Linked DNA regions of Sus scrofa: region 2 is linked to region 1. The links are chromatin contacts, called in public Hi-C maps. All regions are on one chromosome and are shown on one strand. Each heading gives the region's core, a stretch centred on a gene start, on an enhancer-like site or on the middle of the called end of the contact. The rest is flanking DNA. Distances are from core to core; before and after follow the strand shown.

Evidence for each region. Hi-C and Micro-C count contacts between places; a contact is called where the count stands out from the background.
Region 2: a contact with region 1 is called in a Hi-C map of embryonic fibroblasts, with 2.1 times the contacts expected there. The contact joins two enhancer-like sites. A contact is called at or near these places in 2 of 47 Hi-C or Micro-C datasets (embryonic fibroblasts and epiblast stem cells).

Annotation. Positions count from the first base shown.
Region 1 is chr14:36,616,796-36,622,478 of Sscrofa11.1, reverse strand. All of the region lies in intron 3 of LOC106505934 (a long non-coding RNA gene), which reads right to left. Among named protein-coding and RNA genes, the nearest start is that of MED13L, 560 kb to the right of the region's middle. Within about 2 kb of position 2,803, at least 2 of the 83 cell types and tissues checked have an H3K27ac peak or open chromatin away from gene starts, as enhancers often do. A contact at or near this core is called in embryonic fibroblasts, where this site is marked.
Region 2 is chr14:36,854,086-36,859,323 of Sscrofa11.1, reverse strand. All of the region lies in intron 3 of LOC106505934 (a long non-coding RNA gene), which reads right to left. Among named protein-coding and RNA genes, the nearest start is that of TBX3, 730 kb to the left of the region's middle. Within about 2 kb of position 1,308, at least 10 of the 83 cell types and tissues checked have an H3K27ac peak or open chromatin away from gene starts, as enhancers often do. A contact at or near this core is called in embryonic fibroblasts, where this site is marked.

The DNA of each region.
Region 1 (5,683 bases), core at 1,554-4,053:
TTATAGATGGGGAGGCTGGAAAAGGCTAAGCAGCTGTTCAAGGTCACACAGCTAATAAACAGAAAGACTGGACCAGGACTCATGTCTGCCAGTCTCTAAAGACTCGGTTGGATGCTTTCCTTGTGTTTAGAGGTAAGAACACATAACACAAAAGGATTCTTAATAAAGTTCTGTCTCACACATTAGAATACAAGCTCCCATCAGGAACCTTGCTCATTACTGAAGATCCAGCACCTACCATAGTGCCTGACCACGGGTGCCTGGCACAGAGGGGCTCACCAGACTTTTGTTGAATGAGCAAATGAATGAATGAATGAGGATGTGATATCTGAGACTTGAGGAGGCCCAGGTATATAAAACACCCGTTTCAGGCCAACATCTAAAGCATTCCTTCCAACTTCATCAGGGATGTATCTTAACAGCTCAGACATGCTTTCCAGTTGAAAACATTCATTTAATTAGCAGGCATTTTCCAAAACGGATGTGCCTTTCTCAATCACTGTGTCTGCGGCGGACATTTGTTGAAAAGGTGCCCCCTTCCCCCAGACATCAAAGCTTATGCTTGCAGACCTTTCTCCCCCAATTACTTCCATTGGAGAAGGACAGCCGGGCGGGCGGGAAATCGGTCACAACATGCAAGATGTTTTCCCTTTGTAGAAAAGATGCTTGTGGGGTAAGGTCCTTCGGGGGGAGGGAGAAAAATCTACGTCTTTGTTTAATCTGTGTCTTTATAAATGTTTCTTTTGCCAGCATGGGCTGCTCACTGTGACTGGCCAAAAATCATCTCTCACTGAGATCTAGCTTCCTCTCCCAAGAATAATATCAAGAACAGTCTTTAAGATACAGTTTCATTGGGTTTGTTTTATTTCTTCCTGATTTTTGCGACTACTTGGTTGTGCATTCTGGCTCTTGTGTCTGCCTTATAGGTTACAGCTCGATTTGAGTAGAGACTCTGTACCTTCTTCTCTCTTGAGTCCCTGTATCCCAGAGCCTGGGGCAGTGGTGGATATGGAGTGGAGATAGCACCAATATTTTGGAAAGATGATGCTCCTTAAAACACAACTCTCCAAATCCACTGAGGCTATAGTTGCAGTTGGTTGAATCAACCTCTTGCCCTAAACTCTTCCATAACTCCCCATTGCCATCTGGATAATGAGCTTTAGCAAGGCTCACAAACCTCAATTCAGCCTACTTTCCAACTTCAACTCTGCTTCTCCTAACCTCAGCCAGATAACTTATTTGCAGTTTCCAGCATCCTACCTTCCCCACTTCACCACCAGCCCTTTTGTACATCCTCATCCTGCTCCCTGAAACTGTCTGTCCCACCTTCTCCACCTTGTTCCTTCAACTCAGCATCAGGTCTCAGCTTTGATGTCACCTCCTCCAGGAAGCCTTCCCTGCTTCTTCCCTCCACCCACACTAAAAGAATTGAATCAAGTGTGCTGCCCAGCACTATCACAGCTTACCTCCTCCAGCACTGATGGTGATACTATAAATGCCCATTTATATCTCTATCACTCTCAACAGACCTAAATCCTCTAAGTGCCAAGTCTCAGACTCTGGTAGATATTAAGCCCTCAATGAATAGCTGAGTGAACAGAATAAAACATAAACGTGGGCAGGGGAGTGGAGAGATCATAGCATCCAGGTAGAAAGCACTTGAATTTTCCTTATTAAAATTGTTGTCCTACAGAGTGCTGCACATGATCCTGATGGTGGTCGTATTCCAACCCTTATCCCCAACCCCTGGATGCACAAAGACTGAATCTTCCCTAACATGATCCCAACCAGGAAATCAACTTGGACCTGCAAGGTAATTCCAGCCAAATGAGTCTGGTTATGATTCTCCAAGCAAGCTAAGTTTGCCCCACAGCCTGACCCAGAGAATTTGGTGTCTGAGACAAGCCACTCCATGTGAACCTTCAAGGGTATGAAGAAGGTTGAGGGGAGAAGGAAAGGAAAGGATGATGGAGGTACTTGGACAGAAATGCTATCTCTGCTTGACTTTGGGTTCTGGTTATACTCCTGCCCAGCAATGGCTAAAATACCAGGACTCAATATAAAGATATGATGGGAAATAGGTAAGACCTAAAAACTGGAAAAAGTATGTTTCCTCCAAATTTCAGAGTCACAGGGGAAACTCCATCTTACCCTTGGTTAGCTCTGTCCTACACGGAGCTTTAGCAGGTAAGTGGGCTTTGGTATTCTGCTCTGAGAGTGCTGTTGCAAAGCTCACTGCTAAAAAGGAATTATTGGTTCTCTCAGCCTCCACCTTCATTGCAGCTCTTTGGGGACAGTAAGTTTACACTTCTGTTTCTCAGCACCTCAAATCTCTCTCCCCTGGGCTGGCACTCTAAGGAAAGTGCAAGAGGATTCTAGGCTCCTCAGGTTTTCCTCTTGACAGAAGCATCCCTTTTCTACCTCAAAATGTGTGCTTGAGAACCATACATAGATACCCTAATTTAATGCACACTCTCCCAGGTGTCCAAACTCTATCTTTGCATCTTTCAGACTGTGTGATATTGAGCAAGTGACCTAACCCTTCTGAAACCTGTTTGTAAAGTGGGATATTAAATACAGCTCTGTCATGGAGAGAGAAGATCTCTTTGGGTGAAGATGAAATGAGATGCTAGAGAAAAAGCACCAAGCATGTCTCCTGGCTTCCATGAAGCACTTACCAGCAACTATTATTGCTGCATTGGAATGAACTTTTTTCTTGAACGAGCACTTGCATTAGATCACTGTTATTTCCAACTCAGATTCTGTAATCCTAACAAAGTATGCTGAATAAACAAAAAATAGATTTTTCTGTCGTATATAAATGTCAAGCTTCAGAAAATGCACATGAGACAAAGAGCTGGTTTTCACTGACTCCAGGATGTATCACGAAGAAGTTTTGTTATTTCTGTTGTTAATACATTCCTGATAGCCACTTGTTTCCTGGTTATTTGCCTCTCTGGCTCTGATTGGCTGGGTTCCAGTTTCTTGAGGTTTTTACTGCATTTGGAAGCTATGTTATGAAAACCTTGAAGCCTCCACGAAAATGAAAACTTCCTTTTCTTCCCCTTTCTCCCCAGAGTGTGGTGGCCAAATACCCCTCTGATTTGGAGGACTAGCCAAGTTCAAATGCTCTGTAGCAACAATTCTATATCAGTTGTCACAGAAATCATTGCATTTTGGCATCTACACTGTAATTCCCTGCCTTGCCTCTCAACCTGATAAGTGGCCAAGAAAATCCTTTGTTGGTTCTGAGCACTACCCATTTCTGTTCAGATCATTTGACTCTGTATTTATGATATATCTCTCTTTGTCCTTTATCCAACTACCCTTCCCCTTCACCCAACCATTATACTCATCTGTCAGTTGCCTCCCCCATTTCTAATAATATCATGCACACATACACAAATGTACATACACATGCGACCACACAATACACACGGTCAACATCCTTCTCTCCCTCCACCATGGGCATCCCCATCATTAGGATTTGTGGCCAACACAAATTTTTGTTAAAAGGTTTGAGAAAAAACAAAAATGCCTTTCATTAGCACAGGGTATGTGAAGGTGTTGTAATCACACCACTAACCAAAGAATCTGTTTTTTCCCTGAATACCTGAAAGGATTTGGATAATCCTACAAAGTAACAGTCTTGTTTTCTGCTCAGTGGTGCCAGACCAAAATCCACCCACACCAAGACAAATGTTTCTTTTTTAGCTCTAGCAAGCTTCTCAAAAGCAAGACAACCCACAACCTACAAATGTGGCAACCTGGCTTGATCATGTTCCTCCTTCTCTTCATCTTTTGATGATATCGTTGACTACCCAGAATCAGCTCTAAGGTGCCTGTCCATACCCTTGTCAAAAAGACCAAGAACAGCACCAAAAAGCAGGTCCAGGAGTAGTAACCAGGGGTGGAGTGCCATCTGCTGGCCATTTTTCTAAGACCGCTTCCAGCTTCTCAGCCCACACTAGGAAAAGTTCCCTCATTTCAAAGCTGCTGAAAGAATCTCATGGTCGGGCATGGGAACAAATGGGTTTTTTACTGTATTAATATCCTGTTATTGAGAATAGGCTTTTAGAAATAAAGCCTCCTTCTCTTTCACTTTTTTAGGTATTTAAAGCAAAATCATAAATCTGGGAACTCTGCTAATAATTGCTTTTTGTTGTTGTTGTTACAGTGTTATATTGGTGAATAATAATAATAAACTCTTTAAAAATTCAGTTTTACACACTCATAATTGGGACCCCCTAAATCAGCATATCATGCTTTGCAAAGGGATTTATGATCCTTGGCAAGTTTACGAGACCTTAACACAACAAAGGCAAGAAAATCGAGGAATAGCCGAAAAATAAAACTGAAATGAATGAACCCGTTTCCAAAGGAGCAAGAACACAGCTAATGAACATATATTTTTGTGATGAGGCTGATTATGTTTCACATGTAAGTAAGCATTTCTATTTAAGATCCTATGGACTCATTTCTTTCCTCTAGGCTATTACATTTTTGTAGTCTCCTAAAATCCAGAGGAAACACTGGGGGTTCTCCCTTTTAAATAATGTGCCTCTTCCAAGAGAGAAAAACAGAAAAGTCACATGCCTAGCTCTGCTTCTTTAGAGTTTGCTTCGCTTCTCTTCTTTCTGGTTTCAAAATAGACAGTGAACTGACAAAATTGGCAGGAGGGGAAAGGATACTTTTCTTCAAAAGAACTTACAACACATTTTTATTTGTAATATTCACCGGGAAGCGTGTCAATGACACACAAAAGTCAGACATTATCTTTCCAATTGCTCCTATGGAAGTTTTCTGAAATGATCATCTACGTAAGTGTAGACAAATATATGGAAAATAGTGCGAATCACTTACACACAAAAAACAGATCTGCCACGCTTGGAAATGCCCACTCTGGAGAAGGCTTGCCCTTTGGTTGGATGCATGTAAGATTTCTCTGCGGAACAAGTCCTAGGGGTTCTCATCATTCCTTTTGTTTGTGCTTTGCTCAGCCTTCCAGAGGCATCTACAAACTGTAGTCCTTACTGCCAGGGGAGGATTTGGTTAATAGTTCCTAGTATTTTCAGCCCCTTCATTGATTTCCTTCCTTTCTAGTATTTTTAGTTCCTGAGATAAAACCTCATTTATAACAAAGTCAAAATCCCTGGAAAACATTTCGTCAATGAAACAGTCAGCTTTGCTGTTCGTGATTTTACTGAATGAAGAGTGTTGTTTTTTTTTCCCCCTTGAAATCTAAAAAGCCATCTCTGATTATTTAAAGACAGGCACAAGGGTGGAATTTTTAAAATATCTTAAAATCGTATTTTAAAGGTTTGCTCTTTGCCATAAAATCGCCTTTCCGTAGGCACAGGACTGCTAGGACCAAATCATTCACTTTAGGAATTAGGGTCAGCCAGCACCAGATTCAATTCTGGCAGATCCTAAATAAAGGTATGTCTCAGCCTGGTTTTTTGTTCTTGTTTTTATCATTGTGTGTTATTCACAGTCCCTGATCTAAAATATTGAAATTTTGAGACATGATATTTTTAAACGAAACTCATCAAATAAGAAGTTCTATTTTTCTTTCCTTTTTCAAGACGTTTTATTTCTTTACAGGATCCTCTATTTCCCCCAAATTTGGAGAGGTTTTTGCAATCACTGTACATTTGAAATACCAGCTGCTAACTTCAACCCA
Region 2 (5,238 bases), core at 59-2,558, 240 kb before region 1:
ACTATTAAAATAGATTTTATTCTTATGGAGAAATAAAGAAAACAAGCTATTTGAAATAGACAGGGCCTTCTTTCTGCAAAGTATTTTTTGCTATATGTAGAGAATCAGATATTTTCACTTCAGTCCAACTTAGCAAACATTAATTGAGCATCTACTAGGCCTAAGGTCTTGTGCTAGCTACTCTGAGGATACACTGATAAAACAGAAGCTGCCCTGAGGAAACTTACACTCTGGCATGATTAGGACCCAAAGAGGTCCCTTCTCAAAGTGTCTGTCTCTGTCACAGGGAGAAGGATGGCTGATTGTTGGGGCCTGGGACCTGCTCTCAGGTCCCATGAGTCCAAGCTCCCTGCAGCAAGCACCTCATATCTATGACCTCAGGCAAGTGACCTAATTTACCTGAATCTCAGTTTCCTCATCTGGTCAGTTGTGCATCAAAGTAGCTCCTACCTCATGGTTTGCTGTGCAAGTTCAATGTGCAAAGTGCTCTCTGTCATGGGCACGCAAGGAAGCTGGGTAAATCATCTCAAATGACAGCCATTCTTTTTTTTTTAGTTTGTATAATGATTTTTATAGCCGTTCCTATTGCAATTACTTTAGTTCATAATGGCAGAGTAGAAAATATTATTTTAAAAGCACTTTTTTGAATGAAGAAAGTGCTAGATTTAATAAAGCAGACCGTGCTGAATTTTTTTTTTCTAATAAGCGTGTTTTTTTTTTTTTCTGTTGTTTTTAATAGTCAGAATGGACCTTGCTACCTTCAACTGCAATTTTCTGTTACACTGGTTGTTTTTGAGGCCCTCTCACCTTTAGACAAAGCTCACCTGTCAATCTCTAGGCAAAAGGACCTGTTTAGGATGACCAACTGTCCTGGGTTGCCAGAACCTGGAGGATTTCCCAGGATGTCTGACTTTCAGTGCTAAAACCAGGACAGTCTCCTGCAAACTGGGAATAGCTGGTCCCTGTCCTGGGCCATCACGTACAGTAAAGCATACATATGTGCATGTTAAGACTCTGTGTGTGCTCCAGTGAGAGCCTCAGAAAACGAAAGTGATACCCCAACACCACTCAGCTAGGTCTGGCCCACAGAGGACAAGGTCCATGTGACACGGCAGGGGCATGAGACCAGCTTCCATCCACCCTGGCAGTGTCTAAGCCACACACAGCATTTCAGTGACTCATGAGGCTTCCAAGCAGAAGGATGAGAAGATTTTTAAGTGATTTGGGCCTCAGCTTCCAATTACTCAGGGCAGCCCTGGCTCTTGAGAGTAGGCGTGACCCCCTGACTCACTCTGGGAATATCCAGGATGTTGATGGGAATGATTAGCAAGCAGTCCACACAGGGTGGCAACATGATTGCCTTTGCTTTGTTCTGAGCGTTGACCCTGGATTCAAATGCTGGCTCTGCTACTTTCGAGTGATGACTTTGGGACCCCCTCTGAGCATCAGCTTCCTCTTTAGAGAACTAACTGAGATAATATATGTCTCCTACTTAGTGCAGGAAGGGCATCTAGACAGGGCTTCACAAATTGTAGCCGTGATTGATAATCATGGCTTATTATTTCTGTATTGTTACTATTGTATCTACATTATTGTGAATAGCATTGGTATTATCACATATTGTGGACACAGCTCCTTCCCATTCTTCCCTTCAAATAAGTCATTTAAAATAATTGTAGACCCTCACATGAAGACTTTCAGGTACAATAGCAATAATTTAGAAATGGTAATGAGCCTATTTACAAGGTTTTTTTAATGATATTCAGGTAGGATGCATTTATCTTTTTTTTATTATTATTTTTAGGGCCGCACCTGTAGCATATGTAAGTTCCTAGTCCAGGAGTCAAATCAGAGCTGTATCTGCCAGCCTACACCACAGCCACAGCAGCACCATATCTGAGCTATGTCTGAAACCTATACTGCAGCTCATAGCAACACCCCCGTTCTTAACCCACTGAGCCAGGCCAGGAATCAAACCCTCACCCTCATGGATACTAGTCAGGTTCATATCATTGAGCCACAACAAGAACCCCCAGGTAGGATGCATTTAAAACAAAGAGATTAGATAGAAAAATATTTTTTTCCTCCAAGCTTTGAAGAAGACAATTCTTCTAAATTCTCTTGGTCTAAATCAATCTCTCCCAAGGCATACACAGGGGAAGTATGTGTTATTTTGTGAAATAAAATAAAAGGAGAGGATTTGAGGTTTGGAGAAATGCGTGGACAAAGATGTGGTACCTATACACAAAGGAATACCACTCAGCCATAAAAAAGAAGGAAATAATGCCATTTGCAGCAACACGGAAAGTCTTAGAAATGATCATATTAAGTGAAGTAAGTCAGGGAAAAACAAATGCCATATGATGTCACTTATATGTGGAGTCTAAAATATGATAAAAATGAATGTATTTACAAAATAGAAATAGGCACATGGACATAGAAAACAAACTTATGGTTACCATAGGGGAAAGGGGGTGGGGAGGGATCAATTTCCTAATAAAATTGGGGATTAGCAGATACGAACTACTATATATAATATAAATAAACCACGAGGTCCTACTGTATAGCACAGAGAACTAAGTTCAATTTCTTGTAATAACCTATAATGGAAAACAATCAGAAGAATATATATATATGTGTAACTGAATCACTTTGCTGTACACTTGAAACTAACACATTAAAAATCAACTATATTTCAATTTAAAAAATAAAAAATAGAAAAATACCATATGCTATCACATATATGGAATCTAATATTTGGCACAAATGAATCTATCCACAGAAAAGAAACAAACTCATGGACATGGAGAACAGACTTGTGGTTGCTAAGGGGCGGGGGAAGTAGCAAGATGGACTGGGAGTTTGCGGTTAGTAGATGCAAACTATTGCATTTGGAGTAGATAAACAATGAGATCCTGCTGTGTAGTGCAGGAAACTCTGTCCAATCACTTGTGATGGAACATGATGGAGGATAATGTGAGAAAAAAAATGTATGTATATGTATAACTGGGTCACTTTGCTGTGCAGCAGAAATTGACAGAACATTGTAAATCAACTATAAGAAAACAATTTTTTTAAAAAAGGAAAAAAAAAGAAAAGTGGTAAATAGGTTTGGAAAAACATTGAGTTAAATCAAATTCAATAGATTTGTTTACTGCGAAACTTCCCCAAGCTTTTACTACAAAACTCATAGCTCTCCAAGAGGGAGGAAGAGTGTGCTGTAGTCTCCCCACTTGCTTGGCCATGGCACCCTTTTTTCATGGAGTGAACCCGGGGGCTGGTGTTGGATAGAACAGAAAATCCTCATCCAGATATTTCTGCACAAGTCCTTGACTTCATCTCAGTCCGCACCCGGATGGCCTGGCTTCCTTGGAAGTTGATGCTCGATTCCCTATCTCTGACTTCTTCCACTTGGCCACCCAAGGGCTGTGATTCATTTTGCAGATGGCCTTTATCCCTGGGTGAGTCTGGGGCCTCCCCACTTACCTGCCAGGGATCATGGCACCAGAGTCTGAACAACTACAGAACTCTTTCTTTCTCTGTCTCATGCCTCCTTTCTGGGAAACTGGATTCCTTTTATTTGTTTAATTTTTTTAATTATTTTATTTTATAATGATTTTTATTTTTTCCATTATGGCTGGTTTACGGTGTTCTGTAAATTTTCTACTGTACAGCAAATTGACCCAGTTACATATATATGTATACGTTCTTTTTTCTCACATTATCATGTTCCATCATATATGACTAGACATAGTTCCCAGTGCTGTACAGCAGGATCTCATTGCTTATCCCTTCTAAAGGCAATAGTTTGTGTCTATTAACCCCAAATTCCCAATCCATCCCACTCCCTCCCCCTTGGCAACCACAAGTCAGTTCTCCAAGTCCATGATTTTCTTTTCTGTGGAAAGGTTCATTTGTGCCTTATATTAGATTACAGATATAAGCGATATCATATGGTATTTGTCTTTCTCTTTCTGACTTACTTCACTTAGTATGAGATCTACCAAGATGTTTCATTTCTCTTGGGAGAGGATTGCTGTCTGATGAAGATGATAAACACGTCAATGACATCATGATGATAAAAAAAATAAATAGCTTATCTGCGGAGAACTTACCATATGCCAGGATTGTGCTTCACCCCTGGGAAGGGGCTACGATTTAGTACCTCATTTTCCAGATGAGGAAACTGAAGTTCAAGGAGGCTCTAAGGCCTTCCCACAATCATTCAGCAAGTAACTCTTGGAATTTGAATTTGTATGGACCACCATAAAAGTGACTTAATCTAGAATCCATGTTCCTGAAGTACTTGACAGGGACTCACTCAAAAATATAAGTAATGGGAGAGCTTTAAGTGAATTCACACTGCCAGAACTACCTCAAGGAGTTCCCATTGTAGCTCAGTGGGTTAAGAACTCAACTAGTATCCATGAGGATATGGGTTCAATCCCTGGCCTTACTCAGTGGGTTAAGGATCTGGTGTTGCCACAAGCTGTGATGCAGGTTGCAGAGAGGCTTGGATACTACATTGCTGTTGTTGTGGCCGTGGCGTAGGCTGGAAGCTGCAGCTCCAAGTCAACCCCTAGCCTGGGAACTTCCATATGCCACAGGTGTGGCTGTTAAAAACAAACAAACAAACAAACAAACAAACAAAAAAACTGCCTCAAAATGATCACACATAGGGTCCCTGAAAAACCTCAGCTCCAAATGCCAACCTGGAATGCCTCAAAACATAAGCAACTCAAGCCTTACAGATATGGTGGCCAGTGACCTGAACCTTGGATTACCACCTCCACCTTTACCTTAGCACATAGCCGCGTGGCACATGCTAATGTGACTCACAAAGACTCCGGATTTCCTCCATCTCTGCCATTGACATTCTTTTATTTGTTTTTATTTTTTCTCTCATCTCTACAATGGGATAACTCAATACTAACGGTAATTGACCCTGTCCCATGGCCAAAAGATTCTTCCCTCACCTGGGTTTCTTGGGGGCTGATCTTTTAACTAATTAATAACCAGCCCAGAATCACCTCCGCCCACTCTCCCACCCCAGCCAGAGGAGATAAGGCACTGCCTGACTTCCTGCATCAGACCGTCTCCTTGTCACATCGTTGGCGCCACAGAGGTGGCTGGCGCCCGCCGCCACCTCCAACCCCATTGGGTGGCAGCTTATTATCTGGGGGAGGCGAAGTGGTGCGTGTGTCCACACATGGGCCGACTGGAGAGAGGCTTGTAAAA